2 separate regions of the Ovis aries genome follow, and region 2 is linked to region 1. The links are chromatin contacts, called in public Hi-C maps. All regions are on one chromosome and are shown on one strand. The core of a region is the stretch at or near the end of the contact, and the rest is flanking DNA. Distances in the headings are between cores, read along the strand shown. Region 1 overlaps RAPGEF2 (Rap guanine nucleotide exchange factor 2). Region 2 overlaps RAPGEF2 (Rap guanine nucleotide exchange factor 2).

What was found. A called contact is a pair of places that touch in the nucleus more often than the background predicts.
Region 2: a contact with region 1 is called in a Hi-C map of muscle, with 3 times the contacts expected there. The contact joins two enhancer-like sites. A contact is called at or near these places in 2 of 16 Hi-C or Micro-C datasets (hypothalamus and muscle).

Annotation. Positions count from the first base shown.
Region 1 is chr17:39,892,441-39,897,729 of ARS-UI_Ramb_v3.0, reverse strand. It overlaps RAPGEF2 (Rap guanine nucleotide exchange factor 2), which reads left to right. Exons shown (of 30, transcript XM_060400663.1): 16 at 1-55; 17 at 826-1,072. Among named protein-coding and RNA genes, the nearest start is that of RAPGEF2, 240 kb to the left of the region's middle. Within about 2 kb of position 2,314, at least 1 of the 54 cell types and tissues checked has an H3K27ac peak or open chromatin away from gene starts, as enhancers often do. A contact at or near this core is called in muscle, where this site is marked.
Region 2 is chr17:40,022,598-40,027,636 of ARS-UI_Ramb_v3.0, reverse strand. All of the region lies in intron 4 of RAPGEF2 (Rap guanine nucleotide exchange factor 2), which reads left to right. Among named protein-coding and RNA genes, the nearest start is that of RAPGEF2, 110 kb to the left of the region's middle. Within about 2 kb of position 1,421, at least 6 of the 54 cell types and tissues checked have an H3K27ac peak or open chromatin away from gene starts, as enhancers often do. A contact at or near this core is called in muscle, where this site is marked.

The DNA of each region.
Region 1 (5,289 bases), core at 1,065-3,564:
GAAATTCTTAGAAATAACACACATTTATCTATCACTGTGAAAACCAATTTATTTGGTAAGTATTTTGCATTTTTTGCATAGTCTCATTTTTCTCCTTTTGGTTTTTTATTTAAACATTTATGTCTTAATCATGAAATGTCATTGCTTATAACTCAAGCATCATAAGAATTGAAAATTTATAGTAAAATGCATAGATACAGAATTAATTATGTAAGCATATGATTAGATCTAAATAAAAGCCTACTTACTTGAGGACCGTAACATTTAATTTTATTGATGTTTTTATTGATAAATATTAAATATCTGTTAGGAATAAAAATCTGTCAATAAATACCTATAACTTATTCTGAGTAGAAGTAGCAGAAAACATACAAAACAGATTCTTGGTGTCATTCATTCCTTGTAGGAGTGTTTTTCTACAGGATTACAGTTTTGATCACTGCAGTCTATGCTGCTGTTGCTAAGTCGCTTCAGTCGTGTCTGACTCTGTGCGACCCCATAGACGGCAGTCCACCAGGCTCCCCCGTCCCTGGGATTCTCCAGGCAAGAATACTACAGTGGGTTGCCATTTCCTTCTCCAATGCATGAAAGTGAAAAGTCAAAGTGAAGTTGCTCAGTCATGTTTGAGTCTTAGCGACCCCATGGACTGCAGCCTACCAGGCTCCTCCACCCATGGGATTTTCCAGGCAGAAGTACTGGAGTGGGGTGCCATTGCCTTCTCCGACTGCAGTCTATATTTAGTATCTGTTTTCAAGTTCTCCAGTTGTCTTTGAATTATTCAGATTTCCAATAATGGATGTTTTTTGGTGTTTGTTTCCTTTTCAGTATTTAAAGAACTTCTAACAAGATTATCAGAAGAGAAGAGAAATGGTGCCCCTCACCTCCCTAAAATTGGAGACATCAAAAAGGCCAGTCGCTACTCCATTCCAGATCTCGCTGTAGATGTAGAACAAGTGATAGGACTTGAAAAAGTAAATAAGAAAAGCAAAGCCAACACTGTTGGGGGAAGGAACAAACTCAAAAAGATACTTGACAAGACTCGGATCAGTATCTTGCCACAGAAACCATATAAGTAAGCGTCTATATAAATTTTCTCTGCATTCTGTTATTGTATTAAAATAATAAGCAAAGGTAATGATGTAATGTTTACTCAGGAGTGTAAAAATTGTTTTAGCTTTTATGGCACAGCTATCTTAGAAGCAACTGGACAATTGTTTTTATCCCATTTTTGCCACTTGCTTGCCTACTCCAGTCTTCTTATAGATAGTTAGCATTTCTTTGTTTGAATTATTTTATTTCTTATTTGGACTTTTAAAAAGCAAGAATGTGACTTTACTCCTATCTCCCCAGTGGCATGATGGGGTTGTTTCTGCTCATGTTTCTTTGTTTCTAGGTGTCTTTTCCACCATCAGCATCTGCTTTTGCCAACTGAGTCTTTGTGGCTCACAGCTGCTACTATCTACCCTTGCCTTTCTCTTTTTGCTTCTGTCTCCTGATTTCAGTTACTTAACTGTTGACAAGACATCACCAACCAAGCACAGAACTCCTTTTTTTCCTCCTGTTGGGCTCTGCAGTCAGCATGTCAGGTGTATTTTTGAATCTCTTCTTGGCTGTTCGTTTATGCCAACAGCTCATACCAGACAGAGTTGCAAGCATCACACTTTTAAAACTTTGCCTGTTTGCTCACTTTTTTCTTCACTTTAGCTTCTTCTAGGTCTGTGGATGTTTTATAAACCTCAGTTGGTGGTGGTGGTTTAATTACTAAATTGTGTCCAGTTCTTTGAGCCCACCAGGCTCCTCTGTCCATGAGATATCCCAGGCAAGAAGACTGGAATGGGTTGCCATTTCTTTCAGAGGAATCTTCCTAACCCAGGAATCCAACCCACATCTCCTGCTTGGCAGGTGGATTCTTTACCACTGAGCCACCTGGAAAGCCCCATAAATCCCAATTACCATTAGTCAAAATTTTTTAAATATTAAATTACATGGGCGCCCAAAATTTATTTATTATATATTCCTCTAACTACAGTAATATGAGATAACTTGAAAACATAAGGGTTATTTTTCTTCCTTCTTTCATGATCTAATAGGTCTTACAAAGGAGCAATACATATAACCATTCAGACTTTATCAAGTCTTTTTTCTAATTCCACTTCTGATAAACATTTCATACAAAGATTAGAGAGCTATGTTCTAGAATATGCTGTTAGTTGATTGAATGTCAAACTTGTGTCCCTATTAAACTATAATGATTGATTCTTTCATATTAGCTAGAAATGACTGCTACCGCAGAATCCTAAGGATAAGCAGTGTGTACAACAGCAGTATTTATAGACTTGAGAGTGTGTTTGTAAGTTTCTAAGAAACAGTGGATTAGGCCTGCTGGCATTACAGAAAATAGGAATTGATTTTTTAAGTCACCCTTCATAATGAAAAACACATTTTTAAGTGGATAAGAAAATTACTTAAATGTAGAATTATTAGCAGCGCAATAACTAAAAAAAACCTTAGAGTTACAGCTGACCATGAGTTAAATATGAGCCTTTAAAACAATCTAACACAAGTCAGCATGACCCTGGAGAGTATTAATAGAAATGTGACATGTAAGAGCTGAGATGAAATCCATCCCTAGTACAGGGTGTTGGCAAAGGACACAGGATGAGACTACTGTGCATAACATTATTATGTGTATTTGGAAAGATACTCAAAATCTGGAAAAGGGAAAAGAAAAAAGGATGATAAATAGATTGTTGATTTGGAAGCACTGAGGAGACATCTTAAATAATTTGCACTGAAGAACATATATGACTCATTTAAACATTTCGTTATGGACCACATCTTTATCCATTCATCTGTCAGTGGACATGTCCTGGCTCTTGTAAATACTGCTACAGTGAACGTTGAGGCTGCACATGTGTCTTTTTGAATCATGGTTTTCTCAGGGTATATGCTCAGTAGTGGGATTGCTGGGTCATATGGTAGCTCTGCTTTTAGTTTTATAAGGAACCTCCATAGTGGCTTTATCAGTTTACATTCCTACCAGTAGTGCAGGAGGATCCCTTATCTCCACATCCTCCCCAACATTTATTGTTTGTAGGTTTTTTGCTAATGGCCATTCTGACTAGTGTGAGTTTACGATACCTCATTGTAGTTTAAATTTGGGTCTCTCTGCTCTTTGATGAACTAGATGGGTGGGATGGGGGAGGGCGGGGTGGCGGGTGGTGGGAGGGAAGTCCTTGAGGGAGGGGATATCTGTATACATATGGCTGATTCACTTTGTTGTACAACAGAAACCAGCACAACATTGTAAAGCAGTTGTAACTCAGTAAAAATGAACATTTTATTATGAAAAATATTTGAAATCATCTGTATATGTAATATAATTGAGAAGAATAATTATATTTAAAAGAAGCTCAGTAGACTGTAGGATCTTTTATGTTGGTATATAGACTTGATTTAATATAGTCATTACTTGGGGCTTCCTAGGTAGTGCTAGTTGTAAAGACTCTGACTGCCAGTACAGGAGATTCAAGATACACAGGTTCCATCCCTGGGTCGGGAAGATCCCCTGGAGTAGAAAATGGCACCCCACTCCAGTATTCTTGCCTGAAAATTGCAAATCCTTCCTAATAATCAGCATATGTTTGCAAAGATTTTTTTTTCCTAACAAAGCTTATCAAAGTAGTCAAGCAGATAAATATTCTAGATATACTGGTTGTTTTTTTTCCTCTCTCTCTTTCTCTCAAACATTATCAGTATCACAGAAGCTAAGGTGCCAGACGGTGGCCACCTGGCAAGGACAGGCCTGGTAGAGGGATGTGAGTAGAGTGGGTAGGACAGTAGAGCTCAGGTCCAGTTGTTGAGTAAGTGGAGAAACACTGCTGAACCCAGAGGAAAGAGAGAATAAGCCAACAGACTACATACAAAGTTAACCAAGGTCAAAAAAATCTTAGTAACAATGAGCGTTCGAGAGGTCCAGCAGGAAGAGGCTGTGCTCAGAGGTGGCCCTTTCTGAGCCTGATCTTTACTTTAACACAATTTCAATCCAGGAGTACTCTTGTGTCTGTGGATGGCAGACACACAGGTGAGAGTAGAGTGTTAGATCACCATGTTGGGTGTGACTTGTTGCTGGGAAACGGGTCTGAAGACGTCCACCTTTGGGGGATGCCCAGAGTGTCTGACCAGTACTGACAGCATCTGTGCCAGCAGGAGCCCAGTTGACGCTGTCTTTGGCCTGAGTGCACAGCACATGTCTCGAGTCCTGTATAACATCTCATATTTTGGGCAGTAAAGGCTGCTTTATAAGGTTGAAAGATAAAATTCCACTATAATGTGAATGTTTTAATGTTTCACAGGACATTAATCCTTTCTGTCTATATATACACGCCTCTATGCACTTAAATAGAAATATAGTTTTGTTATGAATATAGCTAAGAATTTTTAAAACTTTTATTGAAATATAGTTGATTTATAATATTTCTTAGTTTCAGGTGTACTGCAAAGTGATTCAGTTTTATACGTATATGTTTGTGTAGTCATTCTTTTTTAGGTTCTTTTCCATTATTACTATAAGAGATTGAGTATAGTTTCTTGTGCTATAAACAGAGGGTCCTTGTTATGTCTTATATATAGTAGTATGCATATGTTAATTCCAAACTCCTAATTTATCCCTCCCCCTCCCTTCTGCTTTGGTAACCATATGTTTTCTCTATCTATGAGCCTATTTCTGATTTGTAAATAAGTTCACTTGTATCATTTTTTAAAATATATTCCACACAGAAGCAATATAATAGATTTGTCATTCTCTGTCAGACTTCCTTCCCTTAGTATGTCCATCTCTAGGTCCACCTATATTGCTACAAATGGCATTATTTCATCCTTTTTTATAGCTAAGAAATATGCCATTGTGTGTATATACCTCATCTTCTTTATCCGTTCTTCTGTTCATGGGCACATACGTTGCTACCATGTCCTGGCCATTGTAAATAGTGCTGCAGTGTAAATGTAAACGGAGTGCATATGTCTTTTCAGATTGGTGTTTTCTCCAGATATATGCCCAGGAGTGGGATCTCTGGACCAAGTTTACATATGAGTTTTGAAGAATTTATACTAACATCATCCCAAGTCTTGTCCTTACTTATTTGCCTTTGTAATTTCCATTTCTCTCCCAAATAAAAAGGAAGAATGCTGCTAGGTTGTTTTTTTTTTTTTTTCCCACAGCCATTAAAAACGGTAGGTAGTAGGTATTATGATGAAGCTGTCATGTCTAAAAACTTAATGATGCTGCGT
Region 2 (5,039 bases), core at 172-2,671, 130 kb before region 1:
GGAGGCACAGAGGTGTGGGGATGTGCCGGGATGCCAGAAAGGAGGGCCAGAGGCACCACCTCCAATGGCAGCGTCCCCCAGCCTCCTGGCGGCCGGCATTTCTCTCCTGAGAGAATGGCCCACGAGGGAAGGAAGTCCCGTTGCCTGTTTGTTTGTGGTTCTTACGGTGTAACTGATCCTAGCAGTGGGACGTTGAGGGTGCTGATGGGGCCTTGATCATAACAGAAGTCATAGTTGTCGTGGTATTGCAGTGATGAGAGAACAAGGCTTTGTCAGTAGTGCTTTTTTTTTGCCAGGCATCATTTGGAAAGCTTTATATATAAATCATTTTAACTTCAAAACTGTCCCTTGAGGTAGGTATGGTTGTTACCTGTGTTTCATAACTGATTTAAATGGTAGTGCAGGCTGGTGGGTGGTCATCCATCCTGGAATTCTGCCTGGGAGGCCTGGTGTGACCCTGTGAGAGAGCCCTGTCATCCCTGGGATTCTGTTTCCCAAAGAGATAGAGAATTGACTAGAATACTCTTCTCTTTCCTTCAAACATATGACCTACTATCTGCTCCCTTTCTGGGGGCTCTGACTCTCTTTCTGAACTTGGAAGTGAGTAGAGGCAAAAAATATTTAAGCATTGTTATATGATAAAAATTAAATGTAATTTTAATGTAAAAAATAGTGGTAATTACCATATAAATGATCAAAGAGAAGGAAAATATTTCCTGAAGTCTCATCCAAGATAGCGATCCTTTAATATTCTAGTCTTTTCCCACTTAGCCTTACATGTATGTGTTCTCCATACTTAAGAACATACTTAATAAACAGTTAAATGTCTTGCTAATTTCAGTTAAAGAATATGTATGTGCTTGGCTCATAATGTCAGAAACTCTTTATAAAGGCTTACTCATTATGCATTTTGATGTCTGTTTAATGTTCAGTTATTTGAACTTTCCACAGTTTGGTTAATAATTGTAAAGGGTAAGTTTTTGATACCTTTTATTATAAATAATGCTATAATGAATGTGCTTTGAAGTTTATGCATCTTAGAGAGAACCGAGGTTAGCAACTTTATCATTGTGATACTAGGTCTGTTGTATGATTGAAATCTATAGACTTGAGTTCCCAGCATGGCAGAGGAACCCCACGGCTGTCTTTCTTGACTGCCGGCCATCGTCAGCTTCAAGTGACAGCTTGTTGTAACTTGTGGAAAGGGAACCCAATGTTCTGGAAACTGCTGTTCTACAAGAAAGAGGACTTGCAGTTCGGACCTATTCCATGAGCACATTGGCTCCCATCTCTGATTAGTTTCAGAGATGACACAGGTTACTCTTTGGCTGTCCGATGCTGGCGAGTCAGGGCTGTACTGGGATGAGGAGGGACTATGTTTCCGACTGAGTGACAAGCCAGAGCTATTTATAGGTTATGTCTTCATGTTGCACCTGGTGACCTTTGCTGCGTCCAAGTTGTTTGTTTCCTCTGGGGATGTTGCCTTGGGAACAGTCCTGAAGGGCCCTCTGCTGGTCCTGCCTTAAAGGTTGACAGTGAGTCATAGATGCTTCCCTGTCCAGCAAACACTGAGGTTTGGCCAAAGCATCCTGTGGACTAGGTGTTAGGAGCAGTCTGGTTTTATAAAACGTCCAGTTCATGGGTGACTCTCTCTGTTTACCGTTTTTTTCTCACAGTAGCCTGGAAATTGGTTATCAGTAATCTGACCATTCTCTTGAAAGTTTGAACTCATTTTGAAGGTGATTCACCCTAAACAGCTAGTTCTATATCAAAACACTTTGAACAACATTGTCATATTTTTAACTAATTCTCCTGAAATTGCGTTGATACTGCCCAGTGGGAAGGGTGGTGTCCATGAAGAAAATCTGCCGTTTGGCTTCCAGATTTTATGAGCTTTATTGGATTCCTCAGTTGACATTTAGGCCAGCATTTTATGTGTTTATTTTTTATTTTTGTTTTCTTTTTAGACAGATGAGGATTGTTCTTTATTTTGGTTGTTCAAGCATGCGTATTGTTCCTTGATGAGATGTTTAACATTTGTGGAGCTCATGAATTCCTTTGTGACTGTCAGTGACAACATGCCCACTCTGCCACACTGCAAGCCATGTCAGTAATGAGATGTTGTTTTATGAGTTTTGTTGTAAACCTATTAGATATTTACCAAGTTTTGAAACATGGATATTTGCACAGTGGCTGTCATGTCACTTAGTAATGTTACATATAAAGCTAAAACTCTTACTTGGAGTACAATTTGGGTTCTCAAAGCAATGTACAACATATCGCTGTTTTTCTTTTATTTAAAATAAATTTAGTGCCTTTGTATGATGAGAAGGAGGGTGAACAAAGTAAGGCAGGAGTACCGCAGGGATTGCTCTCACTCGCATTTAGGAGAAGGCCAGAGTGGACACTTGCCATAGATGAACATGGAAATGGGATAGACTGTGTGTATTTTTCCAAGCCTATAAGCAGAGCAGCTGTGGTCACTAAGTGGTCCAGGCTTTGCCCTGCTGTTTACATCTGCCATCTTGGTTGGTGGGTTGGTATATTTAGACAGTGACAGGCAAAGGGTAGTGAAGTGTCTTGAGGAAGGTGTTTTTCCCCCTGAGGTTTTCAGAGGCCTCATTTGTAGTTACAGTGGGGCTGGTAAGCAGTGGATGAAAGTTATCTCAGCTGAAGGTGCAGTTGTAGAAATGGTTTTAAAGGAACGTTTGGTTTTTTGTACATAATGGGCAGGACAATATTAATAATGTTTATTGCCCTAATATGCTCCAAATCCATGCTCTTAGGTATTTTAATACCTAATAATTTTAGGTATTAAAGATAGGCCCAGACTGTTTCTGAACTTTCAGTGTGATTTGGATCGTTCATAGAGAAGGACATAGTTTACCTAGGTTTTGTTTGTTTGACCACACTACACAACTTGTGGGGTCTTAGGATCTCAGCTCCCTGACCAGGAATTGAATGCTGGCACTTGGCGTTGAGAGCTTGAAGTCCCAACTGTTGAACCACCAGGAAATTCCCTTACCTAGGTTGTGTATTAACTCATAGGATTGGACTCTTTTTCTACTAATATAAAAATCATTTTTACACCTATTTGTTAAAAAGGTAAAAAAAAAAAAAGAAAAAACCCAGTACACTAGATGTTATAGACATGAAGCTTTACTGTTATACAGATTCTTCTTGAATTTATGTTGATCGTAAGCTTGGGGGAAAAAGAAAATAAAAAACACTCCTACTAAAATATTGAATCTAGGGACTTCTCTGGTGGTACTGTGCTTAAGACTCCATGCTCCCAAGGCAGGGGGCCTGGGTTCAATCCCTGGTCAGGGAACTAGATCCCACATGCTGCAACTAACAGTTTGCATGCTGCTACTAAAACCTCATGCAGCCAAATAAAGCACTGAATCTGATTTTTTGAGTAAATTTAATCATAAAGGCCCCCAAGGAAGGGCCTTTCCATAGAAATGATCCTACATACCATATTTAATCGTAAACAGATAATATTGTTATTGCTCTGACAGTTAAAAACTCTATTTTTAATATTTAGAGCAGTCAGTCAGCAGTCTCTACCCTTCTGTATCAATGAAGAACCAGACGTCTGGCTGAAGGAAAAGATAAGCCCAGACTAGCTGTGAGCCTTGGAACTTGGATGATGACGAGGGAAAGTTCATAATGAAAGCTGGGAGCCAAAAAGGTTGGGGACAGAGGCTACACAGAAGGGTGAAGGCTTCTCACGCATGGGTCTTAGGGTCTAGGGACCAGATTTTGTTTGGTGGCAAACATGGTAGGTGAAGCCGCCTGTGCTCTAACATGTGGCGTAAGAAATCAGATCAATAACTGGCAAAGTGCTGTCTGTGGAAATGGCTAAACATTGAAATGGCATCAAAATTTAGGATTGGTTTACTGACGCTTTTCATATTTGTGGGTTTTTCTCTCTTATTCTGAAGTGGGTTTGGTAGAGTTCCAATTTGGAGGCCTACTTCTGTGTTATTTCCAATATTAGTTGAAACTTGCCTTAAGTCCTACCATTTGGTCTCTACGTTCTGGCATCTACATGGAAGCACGGTGGTCTCCACCCTGTGGACAGGCAGTTAATACCTGGTTGGGGAGATGAGGCAGTCCTATGTGCAGCATGAAAGGACTGCATTAAATGGTATAGGATCATTAAATGGTGTAGTGTGAATCAGTTTAGCTAAGGCCACACTAAAGGCAAAATCCTCTCAGAGACAGGAGTATTTTAATGTATGTAGATGGTAGTTAGGTGTGGCTCTTGAGGAAGTGAATTTTATCTTAATAAAATGTTATTTATTTCGTTGTGCCCTAGTCTTAATTCCAGCACGTGGGATCTGGTTCCCCAACCAGGGATTGACCCTGGGCCCTCTGCACTGGGAGCTAGGAGTCTTAGCCACTAGACCACTAGGGAAATCCTGAGGGCGGGAATTTGGAATTGGGTTAACGGTTTAGACTGTTGGGCAGTGGTTGGAAAGGAGATCTGGATGCAGCAAAGAGCGTGAGTGACAGCTCAGGAATACGAGTGAAGGAGGAGAGTCCAAGCCTGGGCAGTAGGTCCAACAGGGCCATGAGAACAGGATCATTTTTCTGGGATAGAAGTGCACCTCCAGGCATGGAGCAGTGAGTTGCCAAGCACTGGAGACAGTGGCGGTGAAGGGAGCCCAGTTTACAAACCTGCATCCCTTGGCTGGCAGCCAGGGCTGCTGGTTGGTTAGGTCTCAGGTGACACTGGCAGGGGCTGAAGGGGGAAGTGCAGCATTGGTTTGCACCTTGGTGGCCGCGTCCATGTACCGTTAGCCCTTCACTTCCATTGACACCAGATACATCCACAATGTAAAAATTAAAATTATGCTAGGGTGCTTTCAATAATCACATTTTAAATTAGATCTGGCAGCTCTAATGAGGATAAGTGGGGAAACAAGACATTTTAACTAATCAGTTCTGAGAGGCTGAAATAACTATTCTCATTTTGATTCCTCTGACAAACAATGACTTCTGGAGATTAAAAATTGCGGGCCTCCCTTCTG